Linked DNA regions of Mus musculus: region 1 is linked to region 2. Evidence: chromatin contacts called from public HiChIP or PLAC-seq data. All regions are on one chromosome and are shown on one strand. The core of a region is the stretch at or near the end of the contact, and the rest is flanking DNA. Distances in the headings are between cores, read along the strand shown.

What was found. HiChIP or PLAC-seq counts read pairs in DNA pulled down with a chosen protein or histone mark.
Region 1: a contact with region 2 is called in an H3K4me3 HiChIP or PLAC-seq map of bone marrow-derived macrophages, with 2.7 times the contacts expected there. The contact joins the promoter of Ccdc125 here to the enhancer-like site in region 2. A contact is called at or near these places in 1 of 39 promoter capture datasets (pre-B cells), 2 of 115 datasets of contacts at active chromatin or transcription factors (bone marrow-derived macrophages and large pre-B cells) and 3 of 9 other capture datasets (adipose tissue, macrophages and pancreatic islet).

Annotation. Positions count from the first base shown.
Region 1 is chr13:100,666,378-100,670,741 of GRCm38.p6, reverse strand. Ccdc125 (coiled-coil domain containing 125) reads right to left here and starts at 1,261. Exons shown (of 12, transcript NM_183115.5): 1 at 891-1,261. It overlaps Ak6 (adenylate kinase 6), which reads right to left. Exons shown (of 5, transcript NM_027592.3): 5 at 4,327-4,364.
Region 2 is chr13:100,139,178-100,143,686 of GRCm38.p6, reverse strand. No RefSeq gene overlaps it. Among named protein-coding and RNA genes, the nearest start is that of Smn1, 17 kb to the right of the region's middle. Within about 2 kb of position 1,571, at least 10 of the 459 cell types and tissues checked have an H3K27ac peak or open chromatin away from gene starts, as enhancers often do. A contact at or near this core is called in bone marrow-derived macrophages, where this site is marked.

The DNA.
Region 1 (4,364 bases), core at 12-2,511, 530 kb before region 2:
CAGAGCCACCCTACACACCGTGCTGAGTCAATACTTTTTAAACAGATCTAAGGATGTCCCTCTCTTACCCTAACACATTCCATGGCTCCAATAAAGGTATGTCTCATTTGCTCACATCTAACAGATTCTCCAAGATATTTGTTGAAGCGAAATGAGAGAGGACACATTCCAAAGGGAAAAACTTAGGCAGCAGGATCTACCCCCACCAGCCTGACAACTTTGCTTTTAGCAAACAAGTTGATCAAACAGCTACCTACTTCCTGTCCTGTCCGGCTTGGTGGGGAAAAAACTAACATAAACCCTCCTTGGTGAACCATGAGCCGCTTCTCTTTGCTGTGGGCTGTATATATTAACTTTTAGCTTTAGAATAATTTTAGATTTACAATAAGTTGCAAAGATTTAGACCTCTATGCCCGTCACTTAAATTCCTCTAAAGTTAGCATCAGGGTACATTTATCAAAAATTGAGACAAAGACACCAGCGCAGGTTAAACTAAACCACACACTTCCGTAGATTTCCTGTTTTTCTCGAGGGCTTTTGTTCGTTCCTTTTTGTTTCAAGATATTGAAACCAGGATATTGCATAGCATTTAGTGCGTTACAGCTTTATGGCTCAAAACTAATAGTTAAATAATAGCAAGAAAAGACAGAAACAGAGTTTTTGAAATCGGTATTCTTCGGTGTCAGACCATTAATGGCTGGCTCTATGTGGGGAAAGGAGCCCTATTGCTAGTCTGACCACCACCTGCAGTTTCCACTCCTGGGCAGCTCGGCTCCATACCCTCCCCACCGCGGGTTCCCGGTGTCCTGGCCTGACGCTGGCACTCTGCGCATCCGTCCCAAGGATCGAACCTTCCGCTGCGCAGCCCGCGCGCCCCTTCAGAGGCTCACCCCACTCCGCCACGCGTCCTCGGGCCACGTGACTGCACGACCACCGCAGGGGACCCGAAAGGATCGCCAGGTCCGGGTGGGCCAGCGGCGCTTCAGCTCTCCTGAGCCCAGTATCCGTGCCTCCGTGCAACCGGATGTTAGCTGCCCTCCTCCAACTTCAGCTCCAAAGCCGGATGGACAAACCGACGGGCAAATAAAAGTCTGAGATTTAGAACAGACTGGGGCAAGGTGAGCGTCAATACATGGAAAATTATGAGTCCCAACCTTGGGACTTCAGGAACCCCCTAAGAGAAAAGTGTGCCGGAGCTGGGGTTCCCGGAGAGGTAGATCTCGGAACACCGGCTTTCGGCATTAGAAAGCCCGGTTAGGAACCCTGAAGGCAGCCTGGGCCAGAGGGAGCGCTGAAGCACAGGCGGAGCGGGAGGCAATGCCTGGAGAGCGACCCCTGCTCCTTTCCTATCACAGGTGCTACCTCGCACTAACCCATCCGCCATACTGGATCAACTTCATGACCTTGTTGAAATGGTTGTGTTCTAATTCTCTGTGCCAATACCCTTAACCGAAGACTTTGTTATTTTCAAACACTTTCCCAGGCTTGAAGATTACTCTGGTAGAAATAGACATCAGATCCTTCTCTGGCACTAATGAACTTCGCAGACTAGAGCCAGTCTAGTCTGTATTGTCCTTAGTTACTTAGACATGAGGAAAATCCGACTTAGAACGGATTTTATCTTGGGAGTCTTTCTCATAAACTTCATGCAATCACCTAGCTACGTGATTCTATACCTGTGTTGAAACTAGTGCACTACTTCCAGGAGTGGCTGTGTGAATTCAAAGCTCATTAAAAAACATGTTTCAGACTGCCGGCATACTAATATATGTTATCACTCATGTGTTTGTGATAGTAAAAATCTGCAAACGTATGTCCACCGGAAAATTGATTAATTAAAACTAATATATCAGGACTCCTGGGCATGGGGGCGGGCGGGTAGGGGGATGGAGAAAAGAAGACACCTGGTGTGAACTGCAAGGTCCATTAACACGTGCACACATGTACTTACATTCGTCTATTCTACAAATACACCGCACACACAAGCAACTCTTTTAACAGATGTGAAGTGTGTCTTTTTTTGAAGTGCTGGTAATCACAGTGAGCTTGTGACGGTTTGTTTGAGAATGGCTCCTATAAGCTTATATTTTTCGAATGCTTAGTCTCTGGTTAGTGGAACTACTAGGTTTGGGACCGATTAGGAGGTGTGACTTTGGTGGAGGGGGTGTGTCACTGAAGGTGGACCAGTCTCTCTCTTCTGCTTGTGGGTCAGGTGTAAGCTCTTAGCTACTGTTCCAGAGCGGTGCTCCCCACGATGATGGCCGTGGACTCACCATCTGAAACTGTAAGCAAACTTCCCAATCAGATGCTTTCTTTTATAAGTTGCCTTGGTCACGGTGTTTTTTCACAGCAGTAGAACAGTGAGTGACTAAGCCAGGTTTTGTACATCTAAACATTTGCCATCACTGAGCCACACCCCGAGACTACATTTAAGTCTCCAAATCTTTTTTTTTGTTTTTTGTTTTTTTTGTTGTTGTTGTTGTTTTCAAGACAGGGTTTCTCTGTGTAGCCCTGGCTGTCCTGGAACTCACTCTGTAAACCAGGCTGGCCTCAAACTCAGAAATCCGCCTGCCTCTGCCTCCCAAGTGCTGGGATTAAAGGTGTGCGCCACCACTGCCCGGCAAAGTCACCAAATCTTAAATCAGATTTTTTTTTTCTTCTTCTGTGACAGGGTTTCTTTATCCTGGCTGTCCTGGGACTTGCTTTGTAAACCAGTCTGGCCTCAAATTGAGAGGCCCATCTGCCTCTGCCTCCCTAGTGCTAGGATTAATGGCATGTGCCACTAATGCTGGGCTATTAAATCTGAATTTTAAGATGGTAAAAATTTATCTAAAATATAATTGAGAGGTTTGTATTTTCTGAGATGATACAATCCTCTCATAAATTAAAATACAGAGTATGTGTGTGCCCATGGAGGCCAGGGGACAACCTTGGAGACTATTCCTCAGGCACCTCACATCTTATTTTTAAGACATAAAATATTTAAAAAAATAAGACACCTTATTTTTAAGACTTCAGCCTGGAATGCATGAAGTAAGTAGGCTAGGCTAGCCCCAGAGCTAGAGAGCCACCTGTTTCCACCTCTTCAGCACTCAGTTAATAAGCAAGTGCCTGCCACCAAACCTATCTTTTTAAAAAGGTGGGTTCTGGGAATGGAAGTCTTGTCTTTGCAAACACTTTACTGATAGCCATTTTCTCAGTCCTATTACTATTTTTATAAAAAGTGTATATACACACATTTTATAGGCACCAAATCTCTGCAATATACCAGAAGCCAGTAACATTGTTTCCTAGAGGGAGGAGGGAGGTGATCTGAGTAAAGAGGTGGGCTAGAAGGCTAGTCTAACATTTATACCAAATTCTGTATACAGAACAAGTATCCAGGGTAGCTCCAGGGACAGATCTGACTAGGAGTGGCAAGGGAATGAAGACAGACAGACGGACGATAGACAGACAAGCGGGCTATGAGGTGGATTGGGCCCTGTGATGGAGAAACCTCAGCACCCTGTAGCTCCCCGTGTTGGGAGCTACTGCACACAGCTGAACTGTGCGGAGTTAGCACAGACAAGAAAGGAGGCAGTGGGTATGATAGGCAACTGGATCAAGGAGACAGATTGACCTAATCTCAGACCAGCCTCTATGCCATAAATACCCAGGGGAGAAAGTTATGGGGACATTTCTGCATGGTCAACATCCACATACACCACAGGAAGGCTTGCCATCCCTCTGAGCCTCAGCGGTGGGGTGGGATGAAGGCTCTCCTAGGGGTCTGAGGCTATGGGGTCCAGAGCGTGGCTCTGCCCATGGCTGGTACCCATGTACTCAGACTCCACTCACTGGGCTCTTCCTCGGCTCCCCACAGCCGCTAGTCCAAAGGGAAAACCCGTAGTGTGTGGTGTCAGCCGTCTTTCTTGACTTCTCTTACTCCTGCAGCCGCGGGCTGAACCCAGAGCTAGCCAATGCCAGCCATTTAGCTAGCCAGCTTGTCCCAGGGACTGTTCTGTCCCCATGCTGGGTTTACAACCCAAACGCTTGTCTTCATGCTTGCGCGGTAAGCACTTTATCCACGGTACCATCTCACCAGCCCTCAAATTATTTAAGCCTACTTCTCATTGTGTGTGTGTGAGAGAGGGAGCGCACATGCCAGCGCGCATGCGTTAGTCGGACGATGAGACCCAGTGGGAGCTGGTTCTCTCGTCCGTCGTGTGTGTGTGGGGTCCGGAACTCAGGTCTCAGCCTTGGTCCGGTGCTCGTGCTTACTCGGCCATCTCAGCAGCCCCACCCCACCCCTCTAATTTTTTCAAAATAAAAGCAATACTGACCATGTATCTTTAATTTTCCATTTTTATCTAAGAGATCACCTA
Region 2 (4,509 bases), core at 322-2,821:
TTACCATGGCTACAGCTCACCCTCCCCCCAGGAGATGCTCTTTAGTTTTTGCAGGGCTTTTGCATGTACACCAGTCTTGTGTGGCCTTGCTTGCTTATGCCATCTCTCATCTAATTGGGGGGGGGGGGGGAATTGGCTTAGAGAAAACTGTTTTTGTTCCAGAGGCTTTTTCATATATTAAGATAGCTTTATAATTTTGTTGGAAATTTACTCTGTTCTGGGTATGTCATTTAATCTTGCAAGAATTTCTGGGTATATTAACTTGATTGTGATAATTATTTGTCATTTCATAACTATCACCTCTCTAGAGGCAGTAGGACTTGGGAGAATAGAGCCAATAAATGAGGCAGACTAAAGTCTCATGCAATAGTCAGCTTTATTCAGAGCATCAGACAGTTTATACTCTGAGAGTTAAGAAAAACTACCTGAGAAAAGTTCTTCTGAGTTCAGGCTATACACAATCATGAAGACAAGTTGCATGTGGCGAAACATGTTTTTCTATAGAGCAGTGGTTCTCAGCCTGTAGGTCTTGACCCCTTTGAGGGTCAGATGATCTTTTCACAGGGGTCACTTAAGACCTTCAAAAAAACATAAATATTTATGAATCATAACAATATCAAAATTACTTATGAAGTAGCAACAAAAATAATTTCATGGTTGGGAGGTTACTACAACATAAGAAATTGTATTTGTGGTGGTTTTGAGAGGCCACATCTTTTAAGTTCAGACTCCATTTTAGAGAACCTGGCCTAAGTTTGAACTCAGGTAAACTAACAGGCCTGGTACCCAGCACTAGTTTCCAAATTACTCCCCAACAAAACCCAAACCTAGCTCTAGTCTCTAGGCTAATCCTCAACAAGACCAGCATCTCCAGGTTACACTCTTAACAGGACCAACATCTCCAGGTTATTCCCCCAACAGACCTGCACCCCCAGGTTACACCTTGGGGGGGGGGAGATGCAGATCACTAACATTTCCCTGGCACTAACTAGAGTTTGAATATGCTTGGCCCAGGGAGTGACACTATTAGGAAGTATGGCCTTGTTGGAAGGAGTATGTTGTGGTGGGGGTAGGCTTTGAGGCATTCTTCCTAGATTCCTGGAAGTCAGTCTACTCCTAACTGCCTTCAGAACAGGATGTAGAACTCTTAAGCTCCCTCCCCACCCCCACCATGCCTGTCTGGATGCTGCCATGCTTTCCACCATAATGATACTGGACTGAACGCCTGAACCTGTAAGCCAGCCCCAATTAAATGTTGTTCATATTAAGAGTTGTCTTGATCATAGTGTCTGTTTGCAGCAGTAAAACCCTAACTAAGACAGTATTCCAGGGTCACAGGCAGGGGCATATAAAGGATAAACATTAAATTGAATAACAACACAAACAATACTGAGCAATCTGAGCTGTGCCTTGCAGGACAAAGCCATGACAACAAAGCTCACTAGGGCCATGAAGCTGCTAGGAGCTGCTGGGCAGTATTTGGCTGCAAGAGACCTCAGAATGCTAGTGCTGCCAGCCACTGCGTGTGACACAAGGTGCCTGTGGCTAGAGCTGGTGCTGCAAGGACCTCCCTCAGTGTCTCGGCAGCATCCTCTGTGCATGCAGGGATGACTGGGGAGAGGAGTTCAGAACAGGAAGCCTGTTACATCATAAATACTCAATTTAGAAACAGGAGACAATAACTTGGCAACTGACTTAACTCATTGAGTAGCGCGGGTGGAAAAAAACCTAGGTAGGCTGTATGCAGTAGTACATGTGTTTAAACCTAGCTACTCTGAAGGCTGAGGCAGGAGAAACACAAGTTGAGGCCAGCCTGATCAATCTAGAGAGACACGGTCTCAAAATAAAGTAGAGGAAGAGTTGGGGAGGCAGGCTGCTCGGCGGTCCAGCATGTGTGAGGGCCTGGGTTTGATGACTAGCACTGCCCATGAAAAGGAAAGAGGGGCTGGAAAGATGGCTCAGTGGTTAAAAGCCGTAGTGATTCTTGCAGAAGACCCAGGCACAGTTTCCATTACCAGCATGGTAGCTTACAAACAGCTCTAACTCCGGTTCTAAGACCCAATGTCCTTTTCTGGACTCACTGAATACCAGACAAATACATGGTACACACGCATATGCAGACAAAATGCCCATACCCATAAAAGAAAACTTTTAAAGTCTTTTTTTTTTTCAATAAAGAAACAGTTCTAAAAAGAATTCAGTGGTCTTGTTTGTTCCTCAACACTTAAAAGGAAAACGCCAAAGCTGCATCGGCCCCTGACCACATCCTCCGTATTCCAGCTCCCTGAATCTGTCAAATGGGCAGAACAGTTTGCACCTTCTTAGGACATCCGCTTTATTTTTAAGTTAAAAAAAACAAAACAACCCAAGAAATCAATTTTTCATCGTAGTGCACATAGAGCATAACTGAAACAGGTGACAAAAATAATTGTAAACTCACACAAATAGATATCAAATGTGATTTTATTAAGCTCCAAATATAACAAGTCTGGAAAAAAAAACCAACTTTTTGTTGGAAGAGTTCCTTACGATCACTGATAAGTGTCTTTCCTGCTTACATTCTCTTCGCCCAAGCTTTTGCCATCTCCATCTCACCAAAATAGCTGCTTTAGCATCACTGCGACCTCCACACTGGCTCGTAGCATCACCAGTGACCTCTGACCTCCACATTGGTTTAGTCAATGACTGCGCTGCAGACTTTATCATATCTGTCCTGTCAGCAGCAGCTGAGCTACAGATGGGGCTCCTCCCTGGCCTCCAGGACGCACCTGCTCCTGCCAGGAGCCCTTGGAGCATCAATGACCCCTGCTTTCCGCAGAGAGCTCCAGCTCGACCCTCTGCTGTTTCTCCTCTAACCCCTGGAGGATCTGAGTTCTCCTGGCTTTGTCTCTGTGTTATACACAGCCTGGACCACCTCATCCTGCCAAATGGCTTTAAGCTCCATGTCCACACTATCTCCTCCGTCTACAGCTCTAGCCCTGCACTCTGTTAATAGAACTCCAATGGACACTGGCAATCCACATCTCCAACGCTAACTCTTCACTGAGGTACTCTTTGTGTAGACTTTCACCCCCCGAAACTCCCGCTTCACCCCTGCAGGTGCTTAGTGAAACCCCTGGAGTTAGTTATCCTTAGCTTCTCTTACACCACATATAATCTACTGACAAATCCTGGCAATTCCACTTGCAAAATACACAGTCCCACGTGGCCAGCCCACTTCTGTGAAATCAGTGTATTTCCACCATGCAGTCACACCCAGAGGATCCTCCTGGAGGTCAGATCATCTCTACCTGTGCCTCCCTCTTCTCTGAACTCCCAGCTCAAGGCCAACGCTGTCAACCTCACCATCATCTACATATGACCTGACCCTTGCTCCTGCTTCTTCCTATCTCCTATCTCTACTTCCTCTCACTCTGGCCTTGCTGGTTCTTGAATATTTCATTCATATTCTTAGTTTTTCAAGTCTAGGTTTATCTGTGTAACCCCCACTGTCCTGGAACTCACTCTGCAGACCAGGCTGGCCTCCAACTCAGAGGTCCACCAGGCTCTGCCTCCCCAGCACTAGGACTAAAGGTGTACGACACCCCTGCCCTGCTCCACACACATTCTTATACAAGAGCCTTTTCCTTTAACTATGTTCTCTCATTCCATGGTTTGAGTATTTCCCAAATAATGTATGTTAAAATGCAATCCCCACTATGAGCCTCTAGGAGTGGGACTTAATCTACTGTGTTTGCAGCTGGGGCCTTTAGAAGGTATTTAGGATAAAGTCATTGTCTTAGTCAGGGTTTCTGTTCCTGCACAAACATCATGACCAAGAAGCAAGTCGGGGAGGAAAGGGTTTATTCGGCTTACACCTCCATACTGCTGTTCATCAGCAAGGGAAGTCAGGACTGGAACTCAAGCAGGTCAGAAAGCAGGAGCTGATGTAGAAGCCATGGAGGGATGTTCTTTACTGGCTTGCTTCCTCTGGCTTGCTCAGCCTGCTCTTTTATAGAACCAAGACAACCAGCCCAGAGATGGTCCCACCCACAAGGGGCCTTTCCCCCTTGATCACTAATTGAGAAAATGCCTTGTAGATGGATCTCATGGAGGTATTTCCTCAACTGAAGCTCCTTTCTCTGTGATAACTGCAGCTGTGTCAAGTTGACACAAAACTAGCCAGTACAGTCATCAAGATGAAGTTCCCACTGAATCCTGGTGGCTTCCTGAGAGGCCAAGTATGAACACACACACAAGATATGCAGAAATCATGCTTTTGTTGCCTCTTGGAATATTATGCCTGATTCAAGCTCAGCGCACCAAATAAATCAGCCCTGAACCCCCAGAACTGTGAGCCAAACTAAATCTTTCTAACAACTCCCCATAGGCTATTTTCCATGTTGTGTGTAAGATGATAGAGTACACATGAGTATGCATATGCCTGTTTCCACACGCACAAAGATCTTCATCGGTGTCTTTGTCACTGCCTGCATTATTCCCTTGAGAACCTGGAACCTATGGCTTTGG